Regions from separate parts of the Mus musculus genome. Here region 2 is linked to region 1. A link is a contact called in public Hi-C data. All regions are on one chromosome and are shown on one strand. Each heading gives the region's core, a stretch centred on a gene start, on an enhancer-like site or on the middle of the called end of the contact. The rest is flanking DNA. Distances are from core to core; before and after follow the strand shown.

Region 1 (7,119 bases), core at 2,792-5,291:
CAAAAGTTTACATAATGCGTCTGGGTATGTAATCTGTATGTTTGACTGCATGTATGTAGTCTGCATGTATGACTGCATGTATGGCCACCTGAGTGCCAGGTACCCCGGGAAGCCTGAAGAGGGGTGGGATTCCCTGGAACAGAGTTGCAGACAGTTGTGTGCTGATGTGGGGGTGCTGGGAACCTAGCTCTGGCCTTCTAAAGATTAGCTGGTGCTCTTAACCTCTGATCCATGTCTTCAGCCATTGGGTCTCAGTTTTATATAGCACTCTCCACTGTACAGAGTCCTTCAATAGCTCTTTCTGGACACCCGTTAGACTGCACATCCCTTAAAGGCTCAAACCTTTTCTCACCCGTCTAGGCCTATGTAAGAAGAGTATAGTAACTCTTTATGGAATTGATATGTATCCGATGAAGCTTGATGCCCTTGGACCTCTGCTCCACATTCTTCGTGTCCATGTGGGTGGGTCACCCTGAGCACCTAACGCATCGGGTGAGGAAAGGACTGAGTCTGTAAACAGCTTGCAGTCTCTATGCAGACTCACACGACTTGATTAGAAACTCCTGTTCCCGCAACTATGGCAGAAGCCTCCATCAGAGACAGGTATGAAGTCAGACACACCTCTGCTTTAAAGGTGAAATCAGGTTCCCACATCTTAGGATCTCTGGGCTTTCCCAAAGAGAGCAGATAGACCAGACATCCTGGCCAGGAAGGGCTTGGTTAAGCTATTTGTTTAGCTGCGGCAGAGGCTTTGCAGCTGGGCGACCAGGTCAGAGAGCTCTACGAGCTGACCAAGCTCCTCTAGGGCATCAGTTTGGTGCAGCCACCTCTCCTTCTCAGAGTGCCCCGTGGCAGGGCCTTGGGATTGTGCGTCCTTTGTATGTGGGCTGTTAAGATGTCAGTTAGCTCTAACCACCTGCCAAGAAAATTAAAATTCTCTTCTCCCCAACCCCTCCCCACCCCTGCTCCCCACCCACTTCTGTCCCCTTTAAGGAGAACAGGAACAACAAAAGTACGTTTGGTATTTTAACAAGGCTGGAAAAACCCAGCCATCAGATTCGGATAGACAGCAGAGTCTAGGCATGCGGCTAGAGTCCAGTTGGGAGAGTGCTTGCCTCGTACGCACGGAACGCTCTGTTTACTCCCAGTACCACGCAAGCCAGGTATGGTGGGCTGTGCTGGTATGCCCAGTGCAGGGATTACAAAAGCAGGAGAATCAAATATAAAACCTCACCCTTGGCTGCATGGGGAACTTGGTGCCAGCCTGGGCAATGTGAGGTCCTGCTTCAAAACAAGAAAACACCACACACACACACACACACACACACACACACACACACACACACACACACAAGTGCACTGGCACATGCATAGTCTTTGACATTATTCATATCACTAAAATGTAGGTTCAGTTGGAGGTTCAAAGACAGCCCGGCTGCTGAATGGCTGCTTGTGGACTTCTTGTAACCCTTGCTCTTCTGCAATGGTCATCTAGCTCTCTGCCTGCCGCCTGTGTTAAAGTGGGAAGCTTATGAGCTCCATTGCCCAAGTCCTACCCTATAGCTTCCAAGTCAGTTACCTGGCCATGGAGATGCCTAAAATGGCTGCAGTAGCATCTCCGGGGCAGCCTGCCTTGAGAACAATGATCCAGAAGGAACCTTCTAGATGTGTAAGGGGAAGCAAGCCCCTGCTAAGGAGGCGACACTAGCTCCTCTATAGTGGAGAAGAGTCCCCCTTAGGTGACTCACAGCCCATTTCACCACCTCAGTTTAACAAAGGAGCTGGACATGCCCTGGAAAACCCTCTCTCTTGGCCAAACAGGGAAGATCTGCCAGTGTTTTCTCCCTCAGAGAGTCTGTGCAGGGCTTCAGCACAGTTGGAGGAGAGGAGCTGGGAGCACCCTACACTCTGGACCAGGGAGGAGAGAACCGAGCAGGGCAGGGCTGGCTGACCCAGGCGTCCCCTCGGTGGACATATTTCACTTCACAGCCCTCAGATTTCATGACTGTCTACCCATTTAAAATGACTGCACATGAGAGCTGGGGACATGGTTCAGCGGGTAAAGCAAGCTCTTCCTGAAGGAGCTCGAGGGCCCAAGTTTGAATCTCAAGGACCCACATAAAAGCTGGCATTGTAGCACATGAATGTAATCTCAGGGATTTGCAGTGAGATGGGAGGGAGGGGCCAGATGAGCCCAAGTGTTCATGCTCGCCTGGCTTCCATAACGGCAAACAACCATAAGAAAAGACCCTGTCTCAAATGAGGCGAAAAACAAGATTCAATATCTGAGTTTGTTCTTTGACTTGCACACAACACAGCGAACACATATCCATTACATACCACACATGCACACACACACACACACACACACACACACACACACACACACACACACACACACTACTGCATAGGAATAACTTTTCTTTGAAAAACTGAGAGGGTGGCTAAATTTCATGCCAATGCTGAAAACAGATACAACATGTCACCAATCCCCTGAGGCTGACACGGCCTGGGGCTGGTGAGCCCAATAATACTCGTCAGATACTCCGCAGAGCGCTTTGAGCTGGGTAGAACTGGTATGGTTTGATACCACTTTTATCTAGACCTTGGAGGATGGCAGCTTCCTGGTGAGAGTTGAGTGCTGCTGGCATCCATCCTATACCCGGTCATTCATTGGATGCTATGCCTGCACACATGCCAAGGAGGAATGACTGGCGTTTGAGGGGGAGAGAGGGAGCCTACAGTGCCTGCTGAGAGGGCTCTCAGGGTACCTAAGGTTGGGCATCAAGACTGGCCTAGACCAGAGATCTGGAGTAAGGGAGCAAGCTCTGCCAGTTTTACAGAGGGCAGTGCTCTGTTTTGTATCATAGTATAAATGAGAGATCACGACAGCTGGAGAAGTGGCCATCAGCCAGGAGCCTGACACAATTAAACACACAGAAATCATGTCCTGAAATGACCTCAAAGGGCAAACAACCATCCCTAGGTGTCTACCTGGAGATGCTTTCGTTGGGTGGTCTCATGGCTTTTCTTGTCTTTCTAGCCCGCATTGTGTGTTACCCCTGCAATCGTGGAAGGACCCATTTTGAAAAGTTTCCGAGTGGCCTTTAGTGCGCCGATGGTTCCCAGAGAAGGAAAACACCTATTAAAAATGTTCGTTCCAGGCGGATGACTGCTTCCAGCCGCCTCTGGTGCCAGAGTAATGAGTCTAGAATTCCCAGCTCTTGCCCAAATCTCAATGGCTAGTAATTAAATTTCCACTAACAGTTTGTTTTATCACCTCAGTTAGCTTGTTGACATATAATAGGAGCTGCTGAGAGGTCTAGTTAATGGTTTTCTCTTACATATTGATATTAGTACCTGGAGTGGGGACATGTCCTCTTCAGCATATGATTACTATTTTGAAATCTTAAGCACAGGAGGGAAATCCGTTGCTATAAATTCAACAAGAAGTTTAGAGAACTTTTATCTTCAGCGCCATCCAGACACCATGCATCTCATTTACGTGGCCCGGCTGCCCTGAGTTATCTGTGTCCCACAGATGACTCTTGCATGTCATGTTGACTAGCGATTGAGGCGAGCTCAGAGTGTGGCTGTAGCCGTGTCCCGAGCCAGGAGGCAAGGCAGGCCGCAGAACATGAAAAATTCATTACTCATCCATTTCAAGTTGCTTGGTTATTTTAATTCCAAGAGGAAAGAACTCATGTCAGCTGAAGATGGAGCCATCATGAAACCGATAGGCATTCATAATAGCCCCCCAAACCTGCTCGAGTCGTCATTTGTTTCTTTCACCTGTCCTTTAACTATACAAACTCAATTATCTCTGCAAACCAGTGGGTAAGGGTCGCATGCCAGCCACTTGCTTCTGAGGAGAGCCACCACTGTCCTGTGTCTGTGGGACAGCTCTGACCCTGTCTTTGCTGCTCATGGTAAGAACTTGCTGTTAAAAATCCTGGGAGGAGAGCAATACAAAGCGGCTTCACCTTTGGAGGGATCTCCCCTTAACATGTGTGGCTTACACACAATGACAATGCACTCAGCACACCCCAGAGTGACAGCCCCAGGGTCAAGGGGGGGCAGACATCCTGGTTTGAAAATACCTCTTGTGTGTCGAGGGGTGCTAGCCACCTGGAGCAGTGATAGGCACCATTGTGGACAGGATCTGAAACGGAATTGATGTGATGTCATTTTGACTCTCCTATACCCTGGTTATCTCTCGCCAAGACTTCACGTCTGATTAGTCCGCTCGGAGGGGACAGCGGACTTCATCAGCCTCCCTTCCCGACACTCCGTCAACTTCAGAGATGCCGAGAAGGAATTTAAAACGTGGTGTCACATCTTCCTATCAAATCCCTTCGGGAGCCACCCCTGAGTCAGATGCCTGGTCTGAAAACATTAGCAAGGGTGGTGGCGTGGAAGTTTTGTGTGCTTTTAACCTGGTGACGTGCTCTGCAGGTACATCCTTCTGAATTTGCTTGTCCCTGCTGGTACAGGGGCCAGCCCTGTGAATTGTCACCCATGCTGCTTGCAAAATGCAGGTGTTGGACAGTGTGACTCCTGCTGGCAACAGCAAGGCCACGCTTGTGGCTATCCCTGTCTGAGGATGAGGAGTCACATGGGGAACTGTTGACAAGGACTCCTCCTTCCTTGCTGTCACCTCGTTATCCATGCTGGATGTTCTGTTGCTCCAGCTCCAGAGTCCCTGGCAAACCCCAGGGACTTTCTAGGACCAACGCTGCCATGTCTCTTGGCAGAGGCAGTAGCAGGCTACCCACCTGCCCACCTGTACCTCCCTGATGCAATGGCTGGCCCTAGAACAGATCTGCCATCTTCTTCCACACAGAGCAAAATGGGAAAGTAGGCTGCTGGGCAAATAACTTCTTTAACTCACCTGATTCTGTGTCCTTGTGAGAAGTTGTGTTGCTTCTACAGTGCTGCATGCTGTGTGTGTGTGTGTGTGTGTGTGTGTGTGTGTGTGTGTGCTTGAGCACATGTGTGTGTGTGTTTGCAAATGTGTGCATGTGTGGACTTCTATGCATGTGCATGTATGTGCATGTGTGCCCATTATGTATGCATGTGTGTACATGTATTCTTGTGTGCATGTGCATGTGTGTGTGCATGCTGTGTATGTGGAGGTGTGTGTATACTTGTGCAAGTGCATGTGTTTGTGTGTCTGTGTGTGTCTGTATGTGTGTATGTGTCTATGTGTGTCTGAGTGTGTGTGTGTGTAGAGATCTTCACCAATTGTTCTTCATCTTGTATTTTTTAGTTTCTTACACAACCTGGAACTCGAAGCATGGCCAGAACAGTGGAAGGCACCTGAGCAATGACCAGAGGTTTTCCTACCTGCATGCAAACAAGCATGTATGTCCCAGTGTGGACATACAACTTGAGAGTGCATGCATGCACACAAGCATACACACACACACACACACACACACACACACATACAACCTCACCCACTAGGTAGCCACATATCCTGCTTCTTACCAATAAAAATAATCTAAATCATAGCCAGGCAGTGGGGTCTACACCTTTAATCTCAGCACTTGGGAGGCCGAGGTAAGTGGGTCTCTGTGACTTCAAAGCCAGCCAGAGCTGTTACACAGAGAAACCCTGTCTCAAAAAAGCAAACCAACTAACCAAAAAAAAAAAAAAAAAAAAAAAGTTTAAATCCTGCTTGCTCATTGGGTTACCCACGCCAGTTCTGGCCGGCTACTTTAGCAAAGCAGGCAACATTGACATCTCTAAGAGTAAGAGTAGGGAAAATCCTATGTGATTATAGCCAGTATAACTGTGTCACCTGAGTAAAAAATAACCTCAGATTCTGCAGGGAATGGGTAGGGAGTCTGCTAGTGTGGCCCTGGTACAGGCAGCAACTGAGAACCTCTACAGCACACTCTGCCTTTGGGACAGCTATAGCCGCCCTGCAGGGAGCAGCCACTCTATGAGTGGCAGTCAGCTGGGACAGAGTTCTGAAGAGCTATACTCAGAGAGAGCCGCAAACTAGCATGTCTTAGTTGTCAGCTGGTTTGATTGGTAGGTATGTATACATTTCCTTATTTATAGGAAACATGGTCTCACTCTGCAGCCCAGACTGGTCTGTGTCTCGGGACCATGCTCTCCAAGTACTGGGATGCTAGGCATGCACTACCATGCTACGAGTGCACTGCCATGCCCAGCTGCTGGATGGTCTTCCTTTTTTCCTCCTTTGCCTCTTTTTGAGGCAGAATCTCACTACATATCCCTGGCTGACCTGGAACTCCTTATGTAGATCACGCTGGATTTGAACTCACAGACATCTGATTGTCCGCCGTGCTAGGATTCCAAGTGGGTGCTATCATGCCTGGTTCCTGGATGAATCTTATTATATCAGATACGCATCCTTCCCATGTTTTTTTCTGTCTTCCCTGCAAGATTCTAGCAGTTGGTGCTAGCAGAGTGTGAGCCTTGCCCAGGGTTGCTGAAAGGCCAGAATGTGGAAGCCCATCCAGCTTGCGTGTCCCTCCTCTAAGCTGATCACACACCTTTCTTACATAGACATTTTAAAACACCCAACTTCCCCCTAGCTGCTCACCAGCCAGCCCTCTTTCCCTCACGAAGGCGGCGATATTCTGGGAGCTTCTCTTTGCTATTTTTAGGACGATTGATTTCTTTTTGAATCATTCTGCCTGCGTTATTCCTGATGTCTTCAGACAATACTCTGGTCCGAGACTTGACTATCGACACCTAACCGAGGCGCCCCACAGATCAGTTAGCAGACACCGCAGGAGGGATGGGGCTGGAGAAGGAACTTCAGCTCCTCCCACCCCTCCTCCTTTTCCCCTGCAGAAATAATCATGATAAGGACGCTGCCGCCATCACCCTGCATTTAGACAGAACATTATACTTTACAAAGAGCACAAACTTCTCAATGAGTAACACATAATATCATTCAAAGGACAGGAACAGAACAGTATGCCAGGAGAACACATTCTGATTGGGGAAGGAGGAGGCATCGAAGTGAGCATGTCCTAGGATTTGTGTGTTTGGTTTTTGTTGTTGTTGTTGTTGTTTTGTTTTTTCTGTTTCACATCTCCCTAGAGGAAGGGAAGTCTATTTATTCTGTTGATTACCGCA
Region 2 (7,119 bases), core at 2,209-4,708, 42 kb before region 1:
GGGTCCGTGGGAACCAAAAGGAGAAGCCGTGCTTGTCCTAGAAAGTATACAATTGTCACCTCTTTTATGCTTTCTGCCCGCAACATCAGCGTTTGTGACTGTCTGTTGGCGTCGCGGTCCTTTGGGGTGGCCGTGGTAGTAGGTGGTGGTGGGGTTGTTGATGGTTTGAGGTTAATTTATTTTTCTTGTTTTTTTTTAAATATATTTTTGGCTGGGGTGGGAGTGTGTATGGACTTGTGTGTGTATCTGTCTGTGTATCCTGATTTCGGTTTGTTCTAGGGATGGAGTAGAAGAAGAGGAAGAGGAGCAGGGTTACGAAGAGGAGGGGAAGGTGGAAGGGGAGGAGGGGGAGGAGTAGGGCGGCCTTGGCTATCATACATCACATTCCGAGTCGCTGGAGGTTACCGAGAGGATCGAAGTGCCGGTGTCCGCGCGCTCCGTCAGGCTGGACACACTGGTGGTCGGGCTGGCCGCCGTGGACGGTGACTCTGCTGAGCCGTGCGTGGGGCAGCCGGGCTCGGCCAGCGAGCGCATCCCGCTCGGCCCGATGGCCTGATGCTGGAGCCTGCGGGGAACAAGAGAGCCATGCCCGCCCTGACTCGGTGGCCCGCCACCCTGCTCCCCTCGCTCATACCGCGGGGAGCCTGGCCCGACTGGACCCGCACTCCCCTACAACAGCGGCCTCCCGCGTGGCGTGCCCCTAGCCACAGCCTTCAACGGGGCTCTGTGTTCTTACAGGCTCCCAGCTGCCCCCTGAGTACCGCAGAGACTTCCTAACTCAAGTCCGAGCTCCCGGTTTCCCAGCCCAGGGAAGCGTTCCAGATGGAAGGAAGGCCTCAGATGAAGGGCAGACTCCCAAACCAGCCTCCTGCAGAGACCTGGGCAGGCAGCAAAGGACCCTGAGCCGGGACCAGCAGACAGTGGGGAAGAGCTTCGCTTTCTTCTGCAGCCTCCGAGGCTCAAATAACTGAACCCGGAGAACCAGATATTCCACAGAAGCTCAGGCCACGGCCTTCCCAAGCACACACCCCAGAACTGTAGGGGTTCTCCTCAGAGCACCCATCGCTTTCCTTTCTGGATCTCTACGCAGAGGGCGCAGGACACGGGGAAGAGAAAAGAGGGAAGTTGGAAGCTAAAAGATGGGGGGGGGGGGGGGAGAAAAGGGTAGAAAGAGAAGACAGGAGGGAAGGACAGGCTGTGTCTCTTTTCTGGGTGACGAAGCAGTTGTCTGAACCTAGTGTCTCCCTTCTTGGAAGCCTTTCACTGGTCATGGGCGCTCCCCCCATCTGACGAAATGTGGCCTCCACAGGCAGAGATGAGAGGGACGTGGATTCAGGCCTGGGCCACCTAAACCGGCACACACTCTAAGTCTCCAGCCACCAGCAACTGTCAGCAGCCGTTGCCCCTGCTCCCAGGCCTGTACCAGAGCTTCTGCTCAACCCCCCTTCTTTCCTCTCCTTTCCCTTTGGACTAATCGTCTCTCCGTCCTCTCCTTTTTCTTTTTACTTTCTCACAATTGAGCTTTAAAGATCCACCAGAACCAAACAACTTTGTGAGTCTGTAACCAACTTGCCTGCCATGACTGCACCTGCGATTTTGCTTCCCGAATAAGTGGACCAAAACAAGTGGATGCTCCTGAACTGAGGCGATAGGGAGACTTGAAGCTCTCACTCCTACCACCACCCCCTCAAACCCATGAACACACTAACACTCCAGGCCTCTTCACTCCAGGCCTGCCTCTCCTGTCCAGTGCCAGCTCAAGGGATGGAGGCCACCGGCCTTCTCTTTGTGGCAGGAACCCTGGCCTCCTTTCCCCTCTTTGACTCCTATGGACGCCTCTAAACCAAGCCCCCCCCCTTTTGCGGTGCACAGAAATAATCAGATAGCAAGTAGTATTTTCCTTTCCTTCCAGTCTTCTAGCTGGTGCCAGGGCTGAAGAGACCCGCGAGGGGTTTAAGGCCCCTAGGGACAGGCACGGAGGGTTGAGGACACCAGGGGCATGCTCACACAGCGCTGGCTCTGATAAAAAAAGCCCTTCTTGAGCAAAGCAGTATATAAACCCACAGCCAGTTGTTCCCTGTTCCAGGGCAACCAGAAACTTTTCTCTAACTGTCCAGAGAGCACCGGTATCTCCAGAACTGGATCAGCCGCCTCTACCATTCCCCGACAGCCTGAGTTTCCACCCGTTTCCATTTTTCTAGCCCGGAGCCTGTGGTGGCCTGGCCGCGGTCCCCGCCACTGACCTGTTCTTGGCCGCCGCTGCGCGGTCGCGCTGTCGCCGGTTCTTAAACCAGTTGCCTACTTGTGTGGGGGTGAGGCCGGTGGCCTGCGCCAGTTCGCGTTTCTTGCTGGGGTTGGGGTAGGGATCCTGCAGGTACCACTCCCGCAGCAGGCTCCGAGTCCGCTCCTTGAAGCAATGGGTCTTCTGCTCGCCATCCCAGATGGTGCGCGGCAGAGGGAACTTCTTGCGCACGCGGTACTTGTCCACCGGGCCGAGCGGGCGGCCGCGCAGCTTCTCGGCCTCCTGGTAGTGCGCCTCGAGCCACATGGCTTGCAGCTTGCCGTGAGACTCCTTAGTGAACTTGTGGTTCTCCAGGATGTGGTACAGGTCGCGGAAGTTGCCGGTGTGGAAGGCGACGACAGCGCGCGCGCGCAGGATCGACTCGTGTTTGTTGATGGCCTCGCACGCCCCGGGGGCCACGGGCAGCGACCAGAGGAAGCGGCCCAGCCGCTCGATGTCGCCCGTCTCCTCCAGCGTCTCGCAGACGCTGGCCACCTGCTCCGGCGAGAAGTTGAGGGTGGGCAACTGGAACATGGACAACTCTTCCGGGGGGGCCCTGGAGCCGCCGCCGCCGCTGCCGCCGCCTGCTCCGCCAGCACCGCCGCCTCCCGCACGGTTCCCGCCGCCGCCTCCTCCCGCGCCGCCGCCGCCGCCGCTCGCACCGCTCCCGCCGCCGCTACTCGCCAGAAGTAGGGAGCAGTGGTGAGAATCGGCGAAGTTTGGCAACAAGAAGTGGGAGGAATAGAGATCTAGGGGGGAGCGGAATACCATGGACTGACCTGAGAGGAGAGGAAAAAATTCAGGGAGAGGAAGAGAGAGGGGAGGAAGAGGAGGAGAGGGGCGATGAGGACCAGGAGGAGGGAGAGGAGAGGGGGGAGGAGGAGATGGAAAGGAGGGGGGAGCAGAAGGAGAAGGAGGGGGAGGAGGAAGGACGTAAGGGACACCCACACCCCACACACATCCACATACACACACACCCGCGCAGCCACATAGAGAGGGAGGAAGGAGAGCGGCCCGGTGCGCGCGCGCAGAGAGAGAGAGAGAGAGAGAGAGAGAGAGAGAGAGAGAGAGAGAGAGAGAGAGAGAGAGCGCGAGCCCGAGGCAGAGAGAGGGAGAGGGAGAGAGGAGAGCGAGAGCCAACCACGGCCGAGTCAAGATTCAGCGATTCCACAGCAATCGCCCTAATGACAACAGCCTCATAATATCTCCCCTAAATCCACAGTGAGTGCAGCATTGAAACATTTTGTTTCGCTTTTCTATTGGTCTGTGGCGTGTCGTTGTGGCGTTGCCACGGCAACCACTGCCAATCACTGTCAGCCCTGCCAATCAATACTGAGAACGTAAGGACGGTTTTACCACTTAGCCGGAGGGGGGGGGGGTGAGGGAGAAGAGGGCGAAACAGAATTAAAAAAAATCTTTGCAACTCTTAATATCCTCTCTCTCTCTCTCTCTCTCTCTCTCTCTCTCTCTCTCTCTCTCTTTCTCTCTCCTCTTCCTCCTCCTCTTGCTCAAAGAAGTTTTGATCAAAAATTCGAAAAGGAATAGGAGTAGAGTAGTTGAATGCAGCGAGCTATTCGTTACACGGAGTGTTTGGGGTTAGGAAGAGACTCCAGCCTCAGGAGCACCAGGCAGCCTTAGATGAGGCTGGGGATCAGGTGACCTGGCAAGGTTTGCACATGGTATCTCAGCCACCTCCTTCTGTCTATGTGACCACTGGTCAGGAAGAAAGAGGAGAGATGACGAGGCTCACTGCATAGTCACCGTAGCAAGCTGCTGGGGGAGCCTAGATCTGGGAGACAGAATATGGTACATAGGGAGTTGAAGCCAGGGCTAAGATTAACAAGCAGGAGGCTATGAGGCTTTCCTGGCCAGTCAGTGCCCTTGGACTACATTTCCCAACTCTTTCCACACCATTGCACAGTTCTGCTCCCAGCCAAGCATTGGTGAAGTTTTCCATCACTATGCATTTTATAACAGTGGAGACATTACACTTTCTCTGTCTTCAAAATCAACTCCACTCTTTGTTCCCCCACCCCCCAGACTTCAGCTGTCTCCCACAGTGGTAGACTAGCAACAGGAGGCCAGAAACCTAGGGACTCTGGACCTAGGGGAGGATGCCCACTTTTCCTACCATGGGTACAACCCCTGTCATGCCCAACATCCCCCAAAAGATACAGAAACTTTAGAGGCCACCCTGAGTAAGCGCCCAAGGCCTGAAAGCTCATAATGTAAATAACTACAATACATAATTAAAGCCAAAATTCTCCATACATAAAGCAATATCATAACCCTGAAACAGACTCCCCTTGTCCAAAGAACTCAGAGTGTCTTTCCTGCCTGCGGCTACCACAGCCTCTGGGCCAGGCCCGGGCATTTATTTATTCTTAGGTATGTTGCTTGTGAGAAGTTGTAATCTGCATCTTGAGGCCGGCCTCCCTTTGTGAGGCTTCTGTAACTATGGAAGTGTGATTTACGCAGATTTGTCCGGGTCAGAGACATCTTTCCCTACGCACTGTGTATATTTAGACAGGATTCGGACTGGTGTTAAAAAGTGTATATGTTGAATGGATTCACACACAGTAGCTAACAATGCCCACATTGTCGGCCCATGTACAACGCGTATTGAAACGCAGCGCCCAGACTTCAACTAATCTGCCCTCAATAAAGCTGAAATAATTATCCTAAGCTGCCTTTCCAGAAGAAAAATCATTGAGGAATTCAAAACTTTTTTTAAAAAGATCTTTTCTACATTCCGATGCAGATCTGGGGGCGCGGCGCCGGGTACACACCACTCAGGAGAGCTCAATGAGGGAGAAGTGGAAAAAAAGAAGTTGTGGGAGAATTTAAACGTGAACCCAACTGGAGGCTGGAGCCAAAATGGTCGCAGGCCCTAAATCTCAAGCTCGGATCTTTCTTAGGCCTTGATCCGACAGTGCCAGGTTTTAAAGGGCCGAGGAGTGCAAACTCGGTTTGAGGGTGACACCGAATGTTTGGGTTAGGCTAGGGGACTATACTGGCTCTTTAGCAGGGGGCAGCTCAGGGGCCTAAACTCGCTGACCAGGGCAGAATAATGTTCACCCTAAAAGGTAGATCCGTCGAGCCCCACTTTTGGCGGTCTCTCTCTCTCTCCAAACATCTTCATCTGCACCAGGAGTGCTTTTCCGCTCAACTGCAAGGCTCTGGGCGGTCGCTCTTTGCGGGCCCAGAAAGAGCCCAAAGGTTGGGACACAAAAACAGACACTTCATCTTTTCTTCCGGACCCCTTTCTCTTGTAGGGGGAAGGATTATAGACTGAAAGGTGGGAGGGAGAAGGGGCAGGAGGAGGAAGCAGGGGGAGGAAGGAATGAAAAGGGGGAGGGGAGTGGGTATTGTGCCGCGTGTGGAGGGGGAGAATTCCTACGGGTGGGTTTCCGAATATTGTGTTCAACTTTTTGAAAGCAGCTCGTGACCCCGAAACTGCATCCCCCGGAGCCGGGGACCCAGGCGCCAGGCGGGCGGGTGAACCCGGCCAGTCCCTCCCAATCCCCGCAACCCCCCGCCTCCGAGTGGGGGGGATCCAGGCCTGGAGGGAGGCTGGGCAGGTGCCGAGGGCTGTGCCGACAGCGCTGAAATCGAAAACCCTCGCCACTCATGAAGAACTGAGGCAAAAGGATCACAGATGCTGCTCGGGGCCAGCCCTATACTCCCTCCAGTGCCTGGTCTCCGGTGGACCCGCGGGGCTCTGCAGTTCTCTGGCGGCCGCGCCTTGTAAGCGCTAAGCCGGGAGGAGGGCGCAGGCAGGGCGCACAGCTCTGAGCGCGACCCTACCCGGCTCGGGCCCGCAGCAACCCCGACTGTCCGAGAGCCTCTCCCCAAGCAAGGCTCTGCGCCGCCCTCTGAGCCCACCTCCTGGCCACAACGCTGCCTGCGCTTCTCCAGCCCAGGCCGGAAGCCCTATGCTGCCTCCCGAAGCCGGTAAGTTGAGAGTCCTGAAAGCTGAGCAGGGAGGCGGGGCGGGTGGTTCCTGATGCGTTTTGTAGGACTGGATCCCGCCGAGGCTCCGCAGGGTCTTGATCTAAAAGGTTTGGGTGTGTGCATTTTTGGAGAGGGTGTCTGTGAACCTCTGGAGTCTCCCCAAAATCCCATTCGCTGAGCATTGGTGAGAGGAGCTGGTGCAAAGGACCCAGGCTGCTTTGCTCCCTGATCTGGGGTGGGTAAAGCGAGGGCTCGGAATGGAGCCCAGGGCACTTCCAGAGTGGGTGGGATGCTGAGCACCGCCTGCACTCCGATACTCTCAGAGCCACAAAACCCTAGGGGATTGGCTTGTAGGGCCTCTAGATCTCTTCTCTCTCTCTCTCTCTCTCTCTCTCTCTCTCTCTCTCTCTCTCTCCTCTCAGACTCAAGGACTGGGGACTTGGTGGATCTATGGCATTGGTACCCACAGAGGTCACCTGCACAGATAAATCTGTCGCCACCCTTCAACCCTGGCCTACCGGATCTGCGGGGAGAAATGCAGCATTTGAATTGGGGAGTGTTCAGTCCTGCTCTGCGGGGCATTTATTTACAAATATCAGCTGCAACCCAGCCTTGATAACGTCTCATACAGTCAGAGGACTTTGCGGGAAGCACACTTCCTCCTTGTTTGGGGCTACAGGGAAAGCCCAGGAAAGCGAGTCCCAGAAGGCCTGGGACAGCTACACCCAGTTCACCCATGCTCAACCCGGAACAGCCGACCCAAACGGTCAGGAAGGTTTGTCCTGGGGGCAACGCCTCTTCCGGGCTCTAGGACATTGGAAGACAGAGAGATTGCTGGGTAGCGGGTGGTCTGGGCCTCCCCGCAAGCTGCAAACGAAGGAGCT

What was found. A called contact is a pair of places that touch in the nucleus more often than the background predicts.
Region 2: a contact with region 1 is called in a Hi-C map of the N1E-115 cell line, with 4 times the contacts expected there. The contact joins the promoter of Six3 here to the enhancer-like site in region 1. A contact is called at or near these places in 5 of 39 promoter capture datasets (the 3T3-L1 cell line, 3T3-L1-derived adipocytes, the HPC-7 cell line and 2 more), 1 of 484 Hi-C or Micro-C datasets (the N1E-115 cell line) and 1 of 115 datasets of contacts at active chromatin or transcription factors (embryonic stem cells).

Annotation. Positions count from the first base shown.
Region 1 is chr17:85,575,968-85,583,086 of GRCm38.p6, reverse strand. No RefSeq gene overlaps it. Among named protein-coding and RNA genes, the nearest start is that of Six3os1, 39 kb to the left of the region's middle. Within about 2 kb of position 4,041, at least 9 of the 459 cell types and tissues checked have an H3K27ac peak or open chromatin away from gene starts, as enhancers often do. A contact at or near this core is called in the N1E-115 cell line, where this site is marked.
Region 2 is chr17:85,617,173-85,624,291 of GRCm38.p6, reverse strand. Six3 (sine oculis-related homeobox 3) reads right to left here and starts at 3,458. Exons shown (of 2, transcript NM_011381.4): 1 at 2,244-3,458; 2 at 1-565. The coding sequence starts at 3,052. The coding sequence ends at 373. Six3os1 (SIX homeobox 3, opposite strand 1) reads left to right here and starts at 5,896. Exons shown (of 4, transcript NR_038085.1): 1 at 5,896-6,235.